Regions from separate parts of the Rattus norvegicus genome. Here region 2 is linked to region 1. The links are chromatin contacts, called in public Hi-C maps. All regions are on one chromosome and are shown on one strand. Each heading gives the region's core, a stretch centred on a gene start, on an enhancer-like site or on the middle of the called end of the contact. The rest is flanking DNA. Distances are from core to core; before and after follow the strand shown.

Region 1 (4,914 bases), core at 1,788-4,287:
CAGGCCTATCAGAGGGCACAAGCCACAGTAAAATGAAGGTGTAAAACACAGCTGATTTTTCGTGATAAATTGGGAGTTTCACCTGTGAGGTGCTGTACATGTGACATTTAAACCAATCTTCAAGGGGGAAACAACATGGCCAAGGATTTGGGATTTTTTTTTGGGGGGGGGCAGTTAATGGCAAACATCCTCTGACGTTAACCTTGAATTTGTGAGTATTATGGTGTGGGGAAGCCATGTATCCAACCTCTTCTACTATCCTATCCTATCCTCTCCCCTCACCACAGTTTCATTGATAAAATTGGGCTGAGGAACTGATTTCAGAATTAGTTTGACCTCTCCTGTTAGTACAGTAATGCGATCTGGACACGGAGAGAGGCAGATGGGTTAAGGGAGCAATCTTTGTTTTAGATAAAGTCCTTGCCTGGTAAACAGCTCCTGGGGAGGGGGGTTGGGGGGGGCTGAAGTTAGAGCTGCTTTCTACCCCTCCAGCAACCATGCTATGTTGAGTTGGTGGCGCCATCTAGTGCCAGCCTGTGGAACTGTGCTGGACTCGGTCTTACGTAGCTGGGTGTGGAGTGGTTTTTCTGTAACAGGGTAGTCCAGTGGAGAGTACGCTGTAGTTCCTGAGTATAAATATACCTCATGGCAACCTTCACCCAGACTCCTCAGTTCTCAGCATCCTTCTCTTCCTTTTTCCAACTCCTGCTGAGTCTTCCTCACCCCTTTCCTCCTCCTATCTCTCCTCTCCCTCCTCCTCTCCCTCCCTTCCCCTTTTCTCAACCTCCTCTTCCTAGTCACCAGCTTTTCTCTTCTTTGTTCTCTTCCTTCCTTCATCCTCTTCCTCCTGGGACTCAGATCGTTCCAGACGCTTCCTATCCGTACCAGTAGATAACTATCAATGCCTTTCTTTCCCCTTTGTGCAGAAGTCTCTTGGAACACTTGGGCCTTCCTTCTCTGCTAATTAGACATTTTCCCAGACTCAGCCGCTTGGGCGTGGGGGTTGGGGGCTGTCTTCATTATTTTGGTGCTGTCGTTGCCTGCGGTAGTGTTTCCCCTCCTGTAAGCGGCACAACCTGGAATGCTCCTTAAAGGCTGGAGTGTAGCATGGACTGTCCCCACCGTGCTCCCTCATGGACAAGTTGCACTCGCCTTTGGGGGAAATGCATTCTCTGTTCCAAACACCAGACCTTCCACGTGGACTTTGGGATTCTGTGTTGAGTGAGAGAGCAGAACTGAGGGCATGTAGGTCAGAGTCTGGCATGGGATGGCCATGTAAAGGCGCCACGGGGCCTGAGTTAGTGTCTGAGTTTCAGTCTCCCCCATTTAACACTTCAATTCCCACATATGTTGAACACCTCATCTGTGGCTTTGAGTGCAAGTCTCTTCCGAAAAACAGGAACCGTGCTTTGGTTACCAGTTCTTGTGGTCGATACGGCAGGCTATTTTGATTTGTCAGAGGAGAGGAAAAGCAGTTAAATCTAGTTAAAATTAAAGCCAGTTAAAATTAACCGGCTCAAGAGATTTGAATGCAGCTGTTCCACACATTGAAACACGGAGAGTGAGTTGTTTTGTTTTTTGTGTTTTTGTTGTTTTTTTTTTTTATTACCACTACTGATTATTATTGGTCGTAACTTCTTTTTGAGCCAGGGTGTAGACTCTCTGCATGTTTTGGTCTGACAGAGGAAAATAATAAGCGGGTGGTGGCGGGGGCGGTGGGGGGGCGGCAGAGAGTCTTGTGTGTCCCAGTTTTGTTTCGCCCCACAGTGTACCTCTGAATGCCAGTATTGAGCAGTCAGCAGTTCCCACCAGCGGCTTGCTGACTCATGTGCCCCGGGGCCGTGGGGCTCCCTGGGCCGCTCTGCAGTGCTCAGGGCCAGCGTGGCCTGGGAGGGATGGGAGGTCACTGTCTGTGGGTCTGTGATCACTGCGAACTGATGGGCAGTCTTCTTCCCTCTACCCACCACAGCCTCTGGCGGGGCGGGCAGGGAAGCAGGCGCTGAAGTCTGCCTGCCTTTGCAGAAGCAGCGTAGGACACAATAGCGTTTATCTGGGAAAATAAGACTTTCACTTTATTGTTTTGGGAACCTTCAAACCCAGACACATGGGTAAGGAGAGGTCCTGCTGTTAACTACTTAGCCCCCCCCCCCCCAAGGACTTCATGAAATTGGAAGTGGGGCTTCCTTGGCATTGCAGAGACCTGGCCCACATCTCTGTGGGCAGCAGAAACAGGAGGCGGGGCAGTAAGGGGGTGTGACTAGCAGGCCAGTCCCTTGGTGACCACAGCCTTTGTTTGCATCTGTTGCTGGCTCTTGATGTAAAAACAAAAACAAAGCGTCTAGCCCTGGGTCAGGATGATGCCACCTGACTTAGCTGACTCCCTTTGCTGGTTTTGTTTACATAGCTCGGTTTGGGTATTTCATCGGAAAGTGTGAAATGCTGTTTTTCTGAGGTCGCTACCCAAACTTCCTTTTGTGGACGGGAGTTGATCAGATCATCCTAGACTCCCAGAGGATGATGCAAACGAGCTGAGCTGTCACAGGAAAAAGCCTTGCAGGGGCTGAAACAGAGCCTCTTGGTACCCCGGAGAAGTTTCCTGAGGGCTCTCTGACCAGTAATAAAGAGAAAGCCACAGTGACTGAAGCATATGCTGATGGACATTCTCGGTTTCCGCCGATAAGGGGTGACTCATCAGTATCAATAGAATTGTGACTTCTAATAATAACACAGTGTGAGCCCTTCAAAACATGTGGTTTTAGCCCCTGCTCTCAGTGAAAGGTTGGAAAATGTTAGTTTGAGTTCCCCCCCACCCCCCCTCCCGACCTCTTTATGTCACTGGAGTATGAAATCGTGTTTTTGTAGGTGTGATGGTGACCCCATTGTTTTTTTTGTCTCACTGTTTTTAGTTTCATTATGACTAAGAAACCAAAGTGGATTATTTCATCGCTCAGAAATCTGTGCACTAAGCGTTGCCTCTGGGGCTGTGTTTTGAGGGAAATGTGGCTGAAGAGCAGATCCTCCCAGAAGGCAGAAAGGAAAAAACTGAACAGACCACAGGCCGCCAGGATCTGGGCACCTCCTACACAGTCTATTGTGAAGGGCTGTGGGCTTGCTGAGTAGCCCGATTGCCCTGTGAGTCACCGTCAAAGGATTCCAGCAAGGGGGTTCACAGAAAATGAGAGTCAGCCATGGCGGAGAGGAAGCACGCCGCCAGCTTCCACAGCCAGGGCTGCTGCTGTCCTGCGCACCAGCCTGCTCCAGTCTATCCATGGGGCCTTCTTTCTCCTGCTAGTTCGGTTGGTTTTCCCTGCGGGCCCTTCTGTTAGTAGAAGACTCTGCAGTTAGAACAAGGGGATCTCGAGGCTCAGGAGGAGCTTGCCTGTTCACATCGCTGACACTGTTTTGCTCTCTAACCATTTCCCCCTTTGTCCTGAGCTGCTGAGCAGGCCTTCACACCTTCTCTGCCTGGTCAGGGAGGAAAGGAATCCTTCAGACAGCACTCGCTATAGGGTTTTATAAAGAGAGGAAGAAAGGAGGGAAGGATAAAAGGATAAGGAGTAAATAAATACATCATTTGCAGCAGGATTATATAACTGAATGAATGTGTGAATGTATGAATGGATGGATGTGTGCATGTGAGGTAGGTGTGACTGGGGTGCTCCTGGGGACTGTCTCTCCTACAGTACCTGCTCTCAGCCACTGAGCATCTCACAGAAGGATCTTGGCTTGTTTGTTTGTTTTTGTTTTTATTTTATTGAGTGCAGTTTTATGCCAGTCAGTCTTGCCTCCTGGAAACTTCTTTTACAATGGATCTGTTGTCTTACACCTTCTCGTTGGTACTTTGGGGTTTAATGGGATGCTTCTCTGTTGCTGTCTGCTCCTTTTATTCCTGGCGCTTCTCTAGATTGCAGGCTAACAGGAGGGCCACTCAGGGAAAGAGGGAGGGAGTGAATGAACGGGCTCCTTGGGTCTCCAGTTTTAATCCCCACCTGCCGTGTTTCTCTGCCCACAGAAAAAACACAGACTCCTCAGCCTGATATTTAAAGCTCTTCGAACCTGTTTCCTACCCCGAGACTTCAGGTGTATTTTTATTTTGCACGGCTTCCCAGTTGTGAGTTATATTTCGGTTCTGAAATTTTTAAAATTTATTCTGGAACTGCATTTTGAACAAATCTGCACTGACACACTGCAGGCCCCGCTCTTCTTGCAGGGCTCTGTTAAGCAGAACTCTTGTGTCCACGGCAGGCTATCTAGAGACAGGTTGCGGTTGGTGTTGAAGATGACACATCTGCTTCCACAACCACCGTGTGTGCCCAGGGGCCAGAGTGAACAGCAGAGATCAGTGTGGTGGGAGCTGGACAAAGAGAGAGGACAGCGAGAACTGAAAGGAAGGACCACTCTAAAGAGTGGACTCTGAAGAGTCTTCAAGATGGCGTGGGGTTTGCTGAAGGGAACAGTTCCTGTTGGCCTTTATGCTTACAGTGTCAGGGTCACCACCTTGCTAGTCCATGTTAACAGCATCCTGTCCGTCCCTCCTCCCCTCCTTAAGAAAAGGACTCGTTCCGTAGCCCTGGCTTGGTTGGAACTTGCTAAGGAGATTAACTTGGTCTAGAAGGTACAGAGTTCTTCCTGCTTCTGCCTCCTGAGTAGTGGATTAAAGACATGGTCCACCATGCCCAGCAAGCCTTTTTCTTGACTGTTCACAAATTAGACCTCCTTAGAATACAGCACTTAGAAAGGCATGGGGGATTCTAATTCTAGTCCTAGGCAATTATTTTTCTTTTTTTTTATTTTAGTTTTTTATTTATTTTGTTTTATGATTTCTCAAGACAGGGTTTCTCTGTGTAGCCTTGGCTGTCCTGGAACTGGCTCTGTAGACCAGGCTGGCTTCAAACCCAGATATCCACCTACCTT
Region 2 (4,914 bases), core at 1,516-4,015, 290 kb after region 1:
AAGAAACAGGCTGTTGTTTGTCTTTCGTATATCCAGTGTGTCTCATAATTATTGAAAATAATGATTTTGATGGTGGTGGTGGGGGGGGGTGATAGCAGCCTTTATTGAACAGTCGCCTTACTGTGTGATGGGTGCTGCCAAGCATAGTTAGCACTCGGACTCTATGGGATTGTGATACTAAGTTGCAACAGGCCAAATGAGAAAACTGAGGCAAAAGAAAGAAAGGCTCATTAACTTGCTACAGTTACACTTGACGTGGTCAGCTCCTAAACAGAGAACACTGGATAGCATCTTGGACAGCCTGGTTCCGTGGCCCAGGTTCTAAACCCTCACATCACAGATGAAAACAGTAATACAATAACAGTAAGAAAATAAAATCATCTGTTCTTTTAACAGCTGGGGAAACGAAGTCCGGGGTCTCCAGCCAGGCAGCTGTACATTTGGAGCCTAGGTGAATGGCACCCCCTGTAGCTCAAGGTTCCCACAGAAGGCATCACGAGCCTGAGCTAGGAATTTAGTTTTATATAAGGAATAATGTTGAAGGGGTACAATTTACGACAGTAAGAGAAAACACCCAAAACTGGAATAAATCATCTCCCTTTTTTTCTCATTCCACCCACTAATGCCTCTCTACAATTCAAGCCACCTCGCTGAAGGGATTTTTTGGGGGTAACAAAACTTAGATGAAGCCACTTTTGTCTGGGTCCTCAGAAGACACCTGACACCTCAGGAGTGTTATAGTAATCATAGCGATAAACAGGACAATCCCCCTGCCCCGCCAGAGCTGCCTGTGTCCTGGTCCCTAAACCCTGTGCATGTAGTACCTACATGGCTGTGGATCTGCAGCTTTGATGAGAGCATCTCGAGGTGGAACCACTCTGACTGACCTATTAGATTCAGTTACCTCCCTTGGAGAGGGAGGCATGAGACGGAGTCAGAAAACCCAGTTTGAAGCTCGAAGTCTATACAGCAGCAATGGCTACTACCTTCTACATATCATCTGACTGTGCTAGTTCACCTAAATTCCATTCGTCTGTTTAATGTTTTAGTATAAGAACAGGTTCATGGCTCAGGGCTTAACCCTATCACCTGGGAAGCAGAGGCAGGTGGATCTCCCTGAGTTTGAGGTCAGCCTGGTTTACATAGCATCCCACACCAGCAGAGGCAGACAGTAACACCCTGTCTTGAAATTTTTAAGAGAGAGAGAGAGAAGGGAAGGAAGAGGAGATCCTCAAGTCCCATGGGAGCTTGGGCTTCATTTGTTTGTACAATTCCTATATCTGACAGTACTCTTATAGCACAAAATGAATGGCTGGCCTTAATGGCTGGTCCTTCAAGAAAGCTGGAGGCTATAGGACTTCGCCATGTCCTCCATCACTTGTCTGTCTTGGCTGTGTGCAAATCTCTGCACATTTCCTGTTACAGCCACTACATGGTAAAATAGCCTACATGGTCCAGCCAGAGCTCATGTCAAACAATGTCAGAGGTGTCTAGGTGGCGACTCCGGTTAATTGGAAACAGTGTGAAGTTGCGTTAGCCATCCTTGAACTGGCTTGTAGGTTGTTCTTAACAGACTGTCAAGTCTTCCTCCTCAGGGCCATCCTGAGCCCTGTGCTCTTCCAGTGCTGCCTCTGTGCTAGCCACAGTGGGAGCTCTCCTGGACTTCCGTGACTGATTTGTCCCTGCCTAGGCTGGTCCCCAAATGCAGTCAGTATGATCTCCCTAGTGCCCCTCTGCTTGGCACCCTGCAGTGCCTGCCCACAGTCTGCCAACCTCTTTTGTGGTTGAGAATTGGCCTTCCCAGTCTTGCCCTCTGCTCCCTCCTCTCCAGCACCACAGCTCCTCCTCTCCTACTGACATAGTCCTGCCCCAGAAGCCCTGGACCCCAGTCTCCCCTGTGTCTTTGCACATTGCTTTCTGCTGGCTCCAGCAGCCTATGTGTCCCTCCCTCAGTGTTAGCTGCCCTTCCACCAGCAGCTTTATACATTTACTACATCCTACCTGTCATTTGCTTGTTATTTCTGCTGACTCGTCCTGTCTCGTTAGTGCAGAGCCTCTCTAGCCTGGTACTCCATCTTCATTTAATGTTTTGTGTCACACACACACACACACACACACACACACACACACACCCTGTCCCCCAAGCATACGACTTCTATGGAACCACAGAAGATGGTGGCAAGGATGAATTTGTTAAAGGAAGTGTACTCTGCTTTGTAAAGTTGGTCATCACCAACCCTGTCCCCGTAGAGACACATAGCCTTTCCTGGGTGAGTGACACCTCAGCCTGTGAACCTAATCCAGACATATCTTCCTTTGGCACATTCGCTCCAGAATCATTGTATGCTGTGGTGATGGTGAGCCAGGAGAGCTACAGAGTGACTGTACAGTTTGGGTGTTAGTAGTCGGTCGAGTTGGCAACTCATAAAGTTCCTCCTCTGATACAAGCCCCTTAAAGACCAGCATTCAGTAATCAACTAAAAAAAAAATTGCTAGGTGATGGGCAAACAACACGCTCAGAGTCCCTTCTGCAGCCCCAGAAATGCACAGCATTTGAATTTCACGAGCAAGTGTGTGTGTGTGTGTGTGTGTGTGTGTGAGAGAGAGAGAGAGAGAGAGAGAGAAAGAGAGAGACAGACAGACAGACAGAGAGAGAGAGAGAGAGAGAGAGAGAGAGAGAGAGAAAGATTGCCCCATCCAACCTCATCCTCTGACTTTTCCTTGTGACCCAGATATAGGAATATCTTGTGTTCTCTTGCTCCCTCTCCTGGCCTGGCCTTCCTTTAGCAAAAGCACGCACTTAGGATTTGCACGCCTGGGTGGTGAGGGTCTGAGCAGTTAAACAAAGCCACCGTCCAGCTCAGCGCAGTCTTTTAGAAAATCCACGGGAAACCAGAAACAAAAATCTTTTCCTCACATTGGCAGTGTAGCCTGACTCAGTGAGGAGAGGCAGTACTGGCACTGGAAAGAAATGAACTTGGCATCCTTTCTAAGGAATGAAATGCTTCCCAGAAAAAGTAGGGGAAAAGGCATTGCCCAAAAAAGCACTTGATACTACGGTTTTTTAAAATGTCTGCCTGAGGACGTACAGAACCATGTATGAATGTGCTGGTCTATTAATAGTGCTAGTTACCTCATTACCCAGTCTAGGGCAGTAATAAAGCCTCTGGTATCCTGTTCCTAACATGCACCAGACGAAGTCTTCAAATATCTGGCCTATGTCATGGTGAGGAGCAGACTCTACCCCTTTCCCTCCAAAAGCCAGTGCGAGTGCTCTTCAGAGCCTGGCCACATTGTGCTTCCTTTCAACACACAGGCCTGGGACAGGACACACGGCTTCCCCTGGTGACAGTGGGACAGCATCATGGCCCATACTCTTTATGAGGAAAGCCAGTACGTCACTGGTCTTCCGAAGGTTGACCCTGCTCCCTTCTTTCTTGCGTAGTGTCTTAATCCTGCCTGCCCACCGTGTGTTGCTTTTCCCCATTAAACTTTCCAAAATATCTTGCCCGCTAACCACGCCGTCTTTCCTACTTTACCGTAGAAAAGACTTTACTTTTTCATGCTGACCTAGAATGGCTTGCCCAAATGTAAAGTTTTCTAAACTTAGCAGATTGAGAAAAGTAACAGTTCCGCTTACGCAGTTCACCCTCCGGGCAGGCCGGTGCCCTCTGACCTCCAGCTCTGATGAAGTGTGTCCTCTCTGAGCACCCATCTGCTCTGCTCTGTGGCTTCCTGCGCAGTGCCAGGCTTTCCCAAGGAGTTCCTTTGTGCTCCGTTGCCTCCTTCAAGACAGCCATTTGGTGTTTAGGTGGGTAGAGGGTGCTGGTTTTCTTTAACTGAAGAAGGATATTCAACCCGGGTGTTTGTGGAAGGTCTTTTCCTAGAAAGCCACGAGGTCGTTCTTTTGTGTTTACCAAGGTCAGAGTCACTGTGTATGCAGAGTGGTGACTGATTTGTGTTAGTCCTGTGTTCTCTCATCACTCAGCCTGCTTCCATTGCAACTTAGTGTGCTAGACAACACACACTCACCCCCTTTCTCTCATCTGTTGTTCCAGGGACCTTAACAATGGATGGGTGAGCCATTCTACACCTGTTTCATGTTTCTTCTGTGCATTCTAAGTTCCTCCACGATCGAATTTATTTTTTTTTTTTTGCTTCTGTCAAGTTTACGCTATGACCCAATGTAATAAATGTTCAAATATTTTGTGCTGGTTAACTAGTAACATCCTATTTATGCAAGTTACCTAATTTCTTCAGAATTCCTGCACCAAAAAAAAAAAATACGAAGTGAGCATTTCTTTATGATCCGGTGGTTTCCTGTCATTTAACCTTTGTCCAGTACAGTAGTATTTGACTCGATATAAAAGTGTGACCTTTTGCTGATGTGCGGTGTTATCATCTTCTAAAAATTACAGAATCATCTTTCACCGTGCATATTTTTAACAAATTCTCATTATAGTCCGTGCAGGAGGCACATGAAAACTTTAAGTTGAAGTACTCCTTATCTAGAGAGATAATGTGGAATATTCAGATGCTATGAAAGAACACTGGAAATTACATGTACGTGATGGTCTGCTAGTAGCGTCTGTTGCCCAGGTCAAAAAAAGGAAGGCACCGATTGAATTGGCACCTCCTTTGTAGAGATTTCTCCTGGCCCTTCATTCTCTGCTGATGGTCACCCCCTCCATCCTCCACGGTTTCCATAGGTACCGTTGCCATAGGACTATTGAGAAGTAAGGTCCAGACTGCTTCAGTACAGTTCAGTAAATTCTAGAAGTCTAGAAGTGGCAGGGCTGAGTATGACTAGAAAAGAAAACCAGAAACACCAAAAGGATGAGGTGGAGGGAATTTTGGAAGTCAAACAAGAAAGGCAGAAAGACAAGTAGCCCCTTCTCAAGCAGATTATGCCCA

Evidence for each region. A called contact is a pair of places that touch in the nucleus more often than the background predicts.
Region 2: a Hi-C map of the A7r5 cell line shows a contact between it and region 1, with 3 times the contacts expected there. The contact joins two enhancer-like sites. A contact is called at or near these places in 6 of 12 Hi-C or Micro-C datasets (the A7r5 cell line, the Rat2 cell line, frontal cortex and 3 more) and 1 of 1 datasets of contacts at active chromatin or transcription factors (oligodendrocytes).

The regions. Positions count from the first base shown.
Region 1 is chr5:51,443,579-51,448,492 of GRCr8, forward strand. It overlaps a transcript of Bach2 not described here. Among named protein-coding and RNA genes, the nearest start is that of Bach2, 67 kb to the right of the region's middle. Within about 2 kb of position 3,038, at least 63 of the 93 cell types and tissues checked have an H3K27ac peak or open chromatin away from gene starts, as enhancers often do. A contact at or near this core is called in the A7r5 cell line, where this site is marked.
Region 2 is chr5:51,729,711-51,734,624 of GRCr8, forward strand. The region is part of intron 3 of Bach2 (BTB domain and CNC homolog 2); the gene reads left to right. Among named protein-coding and RNA genes, the nearest start is that of Gja10, 66 kb to the right of the region's middle. Within about 2 kb of position 2,766, at least 16 of the 93 cell types and tissues checked have an H3K27ac peak or open chromatin away from gene starts, as enhancers often do. A contact at or near this core is called in the A7r5 cell line, where this site is marked.